Linked DNA regions of Mus musculus: region 2 is linked to region 1. A link is a contact called in public Hi-C data. All regions are on one chromosome and are shown on one strand. The core of a region is the stretch at or near the end of the contact, and the rest is flanking DNA. Distances in the headings are between cores, read along the strand shown. Region 1 has its middle 12 kb from the start of Gm32319. Region 2 overlaps Cpm (carboxypeptidase M).

What was found. A called contact is a pair of places that touch in the nucleus more often than the background predicts.
Region 2: a contact with region 1 is called in a Hi-C map of centrocytes, with 2.1 times the contacts expected there. The contact joins two enhancer-like sites. A contact is called at or near these places in 11 of 39 promoter capture datasets (the HPC-7 cell line, cranial neural crest, embryonic stem cells and 7 more), 2 of 15 datasets of contacts at CTCF or cohesin (large pre-B cells and pro-B cells), 5 of 484 Hi-C or Micro-C datasets (bone marrow-derived macrophages, centrocytes, cerebral cortex and 2 more), 2 of 115 datasets of contacts at active chromatin or transcription factors (embryonic stem cells and intestinal crypt epithelium) and 3 of 9 other capture datasets (adipose tissue, embryonic stem cells and pancreatic islet).

Annotation. Positions count from the first base shown.
Region 1 is chr10:117,593,872-117,598,480 of GRCm38.p6, reverse strand. It overlaps the pseudogene Kifc5c-ps. Among named protein-coding and RNA genes, the nearest start is that of Gm32319, 12 kb to the left of the region's middle. Within about 2 kb of position 2,555, at least 33 of the 459 cell types and tissues checked have an H3K27ac peak or open chromatin away from gene starts, as enhancers often do. A contact at or near this core is called in centrocytes, where this site is marked.
Region 2 is chr10:117,673,004-117,677,634 of GRCm38.p6, reverse strand. Cpm (carboxypeptidase M) reads right to left here. Exons shown (of 9, transcript NM_027468.1): 7 at 1,543-1,695. Among named protein-coding and RNA genes, the nearest start is that of Gm25709, 13 kb to the right of the region's middle. Within about 2 kb of position 1,809, at least 87 of the 459 cell types and tissues checked have an H3K27ac peak or open chromatin away from gene starts, as enhancers often do. A contact at or near this core is called in centrocytes, where this site is marked.

The DNA.
Region 1 (4,609 bases), core at 1,306-3,805:
GCCATGCAATGCTTAGGATAGTGCTTGCCACACATGCACGGGGACCTCAGTTTGGTTCCCTGGCATGCACATAAATAAGCCAGGTCGTGTAGCACACATCTATAAACCTGGTGTGGATGGGCCAGAGATGGGAGGACCCTGGAGCTTCTTGGCCAGCCACTGAAACTCCTCAGTGAGTTCTAGGTCCAGTAAGGGACCTTGTCTGAAATGAAACAATATAATAGAGTACTAGATAGATGTCTAAGATAATAGATACCTAAAGACAGAAGAGCACTAGAGAGTGACACCCAACGTGTGCATCATATTCACCCACTGGCCGCTGTGTTGAAATATCACTATTGTGTGAGATACCTTGGGATGAAGAAAGAGTTGATGAGTCGCATCCTGTGCTAGTGTTTTCGCCAGTGCCTGGGTGGGGAAGTGAAGCTCAAACCTGGGCTCTGAGAACCCAAGAAGATGGACTCCATTGTGGCTTCAGTGAGATCAACGATGGGTAATGGACGAGGCACCAACGTTTCAGCTCTGCTGTATCCTCGCTTTCCAGATATCAGGTTATTTCCCTACATGCAAAAAGCTGCTCAGCTCTGGGTTTATGAAATTCAGTAAAATATACAACTGTAAGAGCAAAGGTTACTCTGCTCCTTTGGAATGGGTTCTGGCAAGCCATCTCAGATAAAGACACAAATGTGTTCTTTGTTCGTTTCCATGAACGGGCATTGTACTGCTCTGAGACCCAGTCTACATCCCCAAAAATAAGAATGCGTGTTTCTGATAGGTGTTGGCTTTGCAAAACTGGGTAAATAAGACCCACATTTCCTATAACCCATGAGCACACAAGCAACGCATTCTTCGGCTCAGGATGGAGACATTTATTTTTGGCACTCTTGGTTCTCTCTGTATTAGCTTCACAGATTTTCTTCTGTCAGATGTCGATGTTGGATGGCCCTAAATAAAGGATCCAGAGAAAGGGAGGGACTGATGTTCAGCTATGAATCCCTGTAAATATTTATGAGACGCTTATACCATCTTTGGAGATTTATTTTGGAAAGTGTGTGTGTGTGTGTGTGTGTGTGTGTGTCGCTCCTCTTTAAATGGTGGGTGATGGTGTTCGTTTGGTTTTTGTGATGCTATGCCAAAACGTAAATGGTCCCTCTTTATCTGTATGACTCCTCTCCTTGCAGAACAGAGAGCCTTGCACCGTGAAACCAGTGACCCAGGCACCACACCAGATGGATGCTTTACAGGGCCAAGCAGGAAATGAAGACGGGAGACCCTGCAACACTGTGCTTATAATTTGTCTTCTAAACTCGTTGATATTTGCTCTCCATGTTGAGATATTGGAAGAGGTTGGTGCTCTGTTCCCTTGGGTGGATCAATCTAGTTATGTGACTTTTTTTTCATAGCAGACTTAGCCTGGTCAGGGCTGGTACCACCTTGAGGTACCACACACACACACATAAGAAGGCCAATTGTGGTCCTCTCAACTATCACTGTCTGAAACTGTGAGGTTAAAATGAACATCTTTTCTTCACGTTAGCTAGTCTGCATAATGGTGTTGTTATCAGTAGGGAGTGGCAAAAGGTGGGTTCCTTGTATAAAAATTAATCATTGCAGGGTGGCACCGGTGGAATATTGAACCAAGCATGGTAGTGTGTAAGCCTGGGACTCATTTAACTGTACTGGTTATAGGCCAGAAGCTGGCCTGGCCTATGTCCTTATTTCAAAATCTTAAAATATGGCTTCTTCAGGGATGACAAACCATTGTGAATCTGCCTGTTGCTGTGTGACGAGCAGGCAAAAAGAACAACCCACTTCTAGTTACTCAGGCTGATTGTCCGAACAATCGAAGGAGGAAACCAAGCTTTTCACAGAATTGAGAGAAGAGAGGATGTGAAGACAGGGTCCAAGTGTAAGCAAACGTGAAGAAATTGTCTTAGCAGATAGACATGTAAAGACAGCGTCTTCATGTAAGGGTTTCCCCTGATGATGTTGTCTAACTTAAACTCAGAGTCTTTCAGGCAGGGACTTCAGAATCACTTCGAAGTATCAGCCCCAAATATTTATAGATCTGTACTAAGCCATACAAGCATTTCAGTGCTGCTCGTTCTGTCGATGCCTGGGGTCCCCACAGACACCTGGGGGCCACATAACTGGCACAGTTCCAGGGTCTGCTACAGATTCAGCTTCTTCACTCTCCAGTGGAAAAGTAGACTAATTAGTAACTAAACATTTTAAAATGTTTTCATTGTTTCAAATTAGCGAATGTGAGACACTAGTAGGCTATTTTGAGGAAGTATGTTTCTGTGGCTCTCCCTCTTCCCTACCGACCCTGCTCCCCACTAATCTACTCTTTGTAGCCTCCCTGCCAGACTCCTTTCCTCTTCCAAGTCCCATTTGTGATTTTGCCCATCCCCGGCCCATTCTCCTCCCCTATGGCTCTGCTCTCTCCATCTCCTTATGGCCAGATAAACAAGTAAAACGGAAGCACCAGGGCAGAACTAGAAGGAGAGGAAGTCAAGACTGAAAGGCAAGTCTATTTCAAGAGAGGCAAAGAAGCAGAAAGAATGTGACACAGCTGTCAGTCACCAGCCACCACCAAGCGCCACACTGCAGGCCCTGAACTGCATGCTTTTCAAAAATCTGCAGGTGGAACACACTATGACTGCGTGATGATCTCTTATTCTGGGCAGTGCGGGACACAGCCCGCTTCTGATGAGCCAAATGGAGCAGAGCCTCCACCTCTTTCTCACATATCATGCATTGGTGACAGTTAGCGCCTCACTCCCTGGGCTTGCCCGACAAATCTCACACTCGCTCCCTTGTCCCTTGTGGGTCCCAGTAGCTAGCAGGTCTCAAACGGTCTCATTGTAGATCTCTATATAACTCGCCACAAAACTGTATGTCCAGCCCTGGCCACTCATCTTTTGGACCACAGAGAACAGATGCCGCATGGCCTGAGGGATCAGCCCTTCCAATTGGGGGTCTCCCCTAGGTTCACCTTCCATAGTGAAGGTCTTGCCACTGCCTGTCTGTCCATAGGCAAAAATGCACACAGGGTAGCCATCCAGTGCTGACTGGACAAGCATGGCGATCCCCTCAAACACTTCCTCCTGCTTGCTTCCTGGAGGGAACACCCGATCAAAGGAGAAATCATGGCGGGTAGTGGGTGCCGGGGCCCCAGTCAGGGTGGAGCGCCGACAGTGAGAGGCTAAGGCGAGTCGGGGGATCAGAGGGTCCAGCAGGGCCAGGAAGAAACACGAGGAAGCCAGGAGATGGAGTGGATTCCCCTGCGAGGACAGGGCGCACGTGGCAGAACACCCAGATATTGCCCTTCAGTTCCTGCAGCTGGTTGTGGAGTCGTCCCGTTCCATCTCTAACCCATAGAGCTGGTCTCCTTGCTTAGCCAGTAAGGTCACCTGGGCTTCAGTCTTCTGCCAAAGACACACCACCTCTTCTTGGCTGCTTGACAGAGCTGCTTCTGCGACCTGAAACCTCCTCTCCTGCTCCTCCAGTTGGATGCTCAATGTGCTCCACTCCTCCTTCAATTGCAGCCGCTCTCTCTGAAGCTCCTGAACCAACCTTTCCGTGGTACCCAGATATTCCTCCAGCTCCAAGACACAGGCACTCAGCATCTCCAGTCTCTGCTGGTCCTGCTCAGCTCGGGTGCGTACATTGGCCAGCTCCCCTTCCAGGGTGCTCTGCTCTGTCCCCAGGGTCGTGGCCTGCTCCTGGACCTCTCTGAGATGTTTCCGAAGCCCCCGGTTCTCCCGTTCCAGCGTTTGAGTCTTCTCCCGATAGCGTTTCAACTCTTCACTGAGGTCAAACAACTGGCCCTTCAGGTCCCAGGCAAGGGCGTTTGCCAGGTCTCTTCCTTACCACTACAGGAGCAGTGGATGTGCCAGGCTTCTGGGCAGGAACAGTGGGAGCTGGCTTCTGGTTCCTCAGCACTGTACCAACAGTAGAGCACCCACGAGGTCCTGCCTTCTTAGGGCCTTTCTGAGCTGCAGTGTGGCCCTGGGTCTGTGACACTGTGCTGAAGAGTGGTCCTCTGGGACGGGATATGTCAACTTTGGTCACTGCACCCATGCCTCGTGTCCGTTTCTTTACGGGCTCCAAGGCATCCTCCATCTGGTCAGGACCTCTCTTGAGCCTGCTTGCTGACGGGGCACTCGGGAGGAGAACTTGACCAGGCTTGTCTTCAGCTCTACATTCCTCTTCACTTCCAACAAAGGTGGCCTCTGCGCCTGCACGTCCATGGTGGTCCGCACAGGACGGGATGCAAAGGCAGCAGGCAGGGTGCCGGTGTCCCGAGACTCACATCCTCTCAAGGGCTCGCACTGCAAAACGCCGGAGCCAGGCCGTCCAGGAGCCAGGCTAATCTGCCACACTAATCCGCCATACTTGCCACTTTTGAATTTCTGTTCTTTCTTTTCGACACAAGATCTTACTATGTAGCCCCGCCTGGCTTTTTAGTACAAAATAATTGTTAAGCCAAAGTGGCAAATTTTGGGTGTTACATTCTTTCTACCTTTACCAGATTTTGTTAATGTACTTAACTACTGATGAACACTACAGTTCCTAGTCATCCTCTTCCTCCTCCTCCTCCTCT
Region 2 (4,631 bases), core at 560-3,059, 80 kb before region 1:
TTCAATGAATGAACAGCGTGGCAGAGACCAGGGAGTGTCTATATAGGAGCATTTGCCCTCATCACCTACAGACAGTTCTCTCTGACATCATCACCTACAGACAGTTCTCTCTAACATCATCACCTACAGACAGTTCTCTCTGACATCATCACCTACAGAGACAGTTCTCTCTGACATCATCACCTACAGAGACAGTTCTCTCTGACATCATCACCTACAGAGACAGTTCTCTCTGACATCATCACCTACAGACAGTTCTCTCTGACATCATCACCTACAGAGACAGTTCTCTCTGACATCATCACCTACAGAGACAGTTCTCTCTGACAGCAGGCAGGGCACTAATGTGGAGCAAGACTTTCTAATAAGTAGCAACAACCACATCAGTATTTTGAAATAGTTTCTTTTTTTTTTTTTAAAGTCAGAAAAAAATATTCCTGTCTTAAACCACAAGGGGGCAGGATTGACGTGCTAATAAACCTACTGTTATCTGAGTTCTCAGCAGATTACAGGGACAGGCGGGTGGAAAAATATTCTTGATACGGCCTAATTAAATGGACTCATAAACTCAATATACCATTGCCAACGATGCTTATGCTATTATTTATTACTTATTATTTATCGGGCTGCACAGCTTCTGCACACTAATACCGTATTAAACATGGCATGCGAAGCTGGCCCTGATTCAGCGCTCTGTGGATCATCCCATCATCCCGATGGCTAGATTAAAAGGCGACAGAGAGGGCAGCGAGGGGCAGAGACATATTCATGTCTTGTTACACCTCCTTGATGATAGTGACGAAGGGTGACTTCACAAAAGAATTCAGAGTGACTTACTAAAGAATCAGTATCGGGAGAGCCTTAATGGATGATGGTTCAGTTATTCCAGGACTCACGGGAAAAGGCCAGCGGAAACTGAAATGTCAGAATAACAACCAAGGACCCAGCACGGTGATTACGTAAGGTGGAGGGAGCCAATGATATGTTTGTAATGTTATAAAGGTGCCGGCAGCACTCGGTTTTATTTTCAAATTTTTACATTTGCTTATTTACATATTTATTGTCTTGGGGAGGCCCCCGTGCTCTATGGCATAAGAGTTTGGAGGTCAGAGGACAGTAGTCAGGTCTCTCCTTCCACCCTGTGGGCTCCCAGGATGAACGGAGGGCACCAGGCTTGGCGCAGGCGCATTTACCTGCAGAGCCACGCAGCGGGCTACAACTAGGCTTCTGATTGAAGATGTTGCAAGAGTACATCCGGTTTTCCTGATCTTTTTGCCAGATTTGCATATCATTCCATATGTAAAATTGGGGGAACTCTGGGCTTTTACGCCCTCAAAACAAGTGACTCATCCTCTCTTACGAACGAACAGCTAAGCCTAGCATCTCTCACACACTGTAGATAACACGTTGAGAATTCAAACCCTTAGTCCTGGCATAGAAAACCAGGTCCAGCCCCAAGTCCCCGGAGGAGGTTTTGTATATGCTCGACGCAAAGGTTCTACCCACGCTGTGAGTGTTAACAAGAAGATATAGGACACAAACCTAGGTGCACCTGTTTTATATATTCGATCAAAGAGGCTTTGTTATCGTTCCAAAAGAGCGGCAGCTTCTCCTCGCGAGGATATTTACAGCACGACAGCTCCAGGGTAATTTCAAAGCACTGGGCCCAGATGTAGTTGTAATCTTGCATTCCCCCTGCAAAGCAAGCACATCTCATTTTTGTTAAGGACCAGTGGTGGAAGGGAGCCAAGTATCACGTGCCCGGGAGACGAGCGAATGAGAAAAAGAGGCATTGGCTGTGAATTAACACATCCGTCACGTGGGGCTTCACAACTCATCACGTGATCAGACAGACACGGGGTCCCGTGAGGTAGCTGGGGTGCAGCTGACTGAAACTCAGTTATGCACCAAAATTAAGTCAGAGATGGGAAATGATTTCCCCCTCCCTTAAAATCCTACATTTCAAGAGCACCCCTCCCCCTTAAATTGCATTCTAACTAGAAAGGAGTAGGGGCGTGGTTAGAGGGTAGAGGCTACATTTTATGTGGGTACAGGCTGTTTTTAAGAAGAGGTTCAGAGGAGGACAGGACACGGTGTAAATGGGGCACTCATGTTCTCAAAGACATTTTAAGTTAAAAATATTGCAAAAAGGAAAATTTAGTTTATTGACTCTACTGCAAAAAGGTAGTGGGATAAACAGGCTGGGAAAGACAGCAGAATATGATTGTTTTTTAAAGTATTTCTGTAGGGCTGGAAAGACGGATACTGGTACTTTCCCAGCAAACTTGAGTTCGGTGCCCAGTACCCGCATCAGGTGGCTCCAGGCCAGGGGATTTGACCCCTTTCTTTTGGTCTCCTGCACACATGTGGCATAGACTCACACAAACATACACGCATACACAAAAAACAAAACGAAAAAAGCAGATCTTTAAAAATATTTCTGTAAACTATAAAATTAATTAAACTAAAATCAGAGACACTGGTTTTAGAGGAATAATAATAATGTTTATATTACTGAGTTTTCAGGGGTTGTTTTTTTAGATTCTTTCCTAAGATCTTTATGCCATCTCATGGAATCTGTCTGAACAGTCCTTGAGGGCAGCAGGTCCAGGGACTCCTGCCCATGGGTGGCAGAGAGCAGGGTGCAGCCTTGTGGCTTTGGTCTTCTTTATGACAAGATGTCTCTGAGACTCAGAGAAGATGCTACTGACTTTAGGAAGGCTCAGACACAGGTGCGTGTGGCTTCCAGCTGTCACTGCTCTTGTGTGCTTTATAATTCTTTGACATTAGGAGACCCTAAATTCAAAGGGTTATAGTTACTGTGTATTTTACAGGGCATGAAATTTCGTATATGACATCTCTGGATTTATGTGTCTTAAAATTTCATGTCTGAAAAATGTGTATTTAACAGAGAGGATTTTATTTCCTGGTGGTATGTTATATTTTATACGAATGACAGCTTAGATTTGATGAAATGAAGTCCCCCCCCCCCCCACTCCTCTTCTCTTTCTGTAATATATACTGAGCTCTAGCCAGAATCTCATTATACCAGTTCAGTGGTCCACCACCAAGCCACACCATCAGCCCTATAGTAACTTTGAAGGAAGTAGATTACACCTTATTACACACAGTATCTGATCTGGTTTGAATGTGAAATGCCCTTCCATAGGATCATGTGTCTGGGCACTCAGTCCTTGGCTGCTCCTGGCAGAGGCAGGGCCACAGTGATAGGGCTAGCAGGTGGCATCTGTCCCTGGTCTCCCAGTGACCTCTGTTTCCCCTGTTTCTACCAATCATGCAAGTGTAAGGTAAATGATGCTCTGTCAGGCACTTTGTCCCAGCAATCAAACCAGTAACCAGTACAGTACCCACCCCAGAGAACACATGTGCTCTAACAGGCACTGGAAAAGTTTAAGTTAAACAAAATGCTCAAGGGATAGAGAGATGGCTCAGGGCGTAAGAGCACTGTCTGCAGTTACAGAGGACCCAGGTTTGGTTCCTAGCACCCACAGCTCACAACACACTGTAACTCCAGCTCCAGGGGTGCTGACTCCCTCTTCTGGCTGCTGTGGCACATGTGGTTTGCAGACATACATGAAGGCAAAAATACTCATATATATATATATATATATATATATATATATATATATATATATATAAAACCAAAATCCACAAAGAAAATGTCAAAATGTTAAGCAATCTCTATAGACCTAGATTCTTGTGACAAAGTTGTTTTTTTTTTGTTTGTTTGTTTGTTTTTTTTTTCTGGACTAGAGAGAAAGAGTTCAGCAGTTAAGAGCACTGACTGCTCTTGCAGAGGTCCTGAGTTCAATTCCCAGCAACCACATGGTGGCTCACAGCCATCTGTAATGAGATCTGATGCCCTCTTCTGGTGTGTCTGAAGACAGCTATAGGATATTCACATACGTTAAATAAATCTTCCTTCCTTCCTTCCTTCCTTCCTTCCTTCCTTCCTTCCTTCCTCCCTCCCTCCCTCCCTCCCTCCCTCCCTCTCTCTCTCTCTCTCTCTCTCTTTCTTCCTTCCTTCCTTTCTGTGTCACCCTGGCTGTCCTGAAATCCACCTGCCTCTGCCTCTCAAGTGCTGGGATTAAAGGCATGTGTCACCACTGCCCGACATAAATAAATCTTTTTTTTAAGATTTATTTATTATTATACATAAGTACACCGTAGCTGACTTCAGACACACCAGAAGAGGCCATCAGATCTCATTACTACGGGTGGTTGTGAGCCACCATGTGGTTGCTGGGATTTGAACTCAATACCTTCAGAAGAACAGTCAGTGCTCTTACCCACTGAGCCATCTTGCCAGCCCATAAATATTTTAAAAAAGATTTTTTCTTTTCTTTCTTTTAACCCTATGAATTTGAATTTCTCTCTGAATCCATTTTTGTGCACATGCACACTTGCGAATAACTTGTAGCAATTTGGGAATTTCCACACATCTGGATTTCTGTCTTGGCAATTTATGGATGACCATGAAGGACAGTAGTGCCAGGGAACAGAAGGCCCTTTGTAGTGATGAAGATGGAGGAGCTAGAGACCTGAGGTGAGCGGGAATGGATCTGGAAGGGCAGAAGGAATTTTCTGGTGCCTCTGCGTCTAGCTGGGCT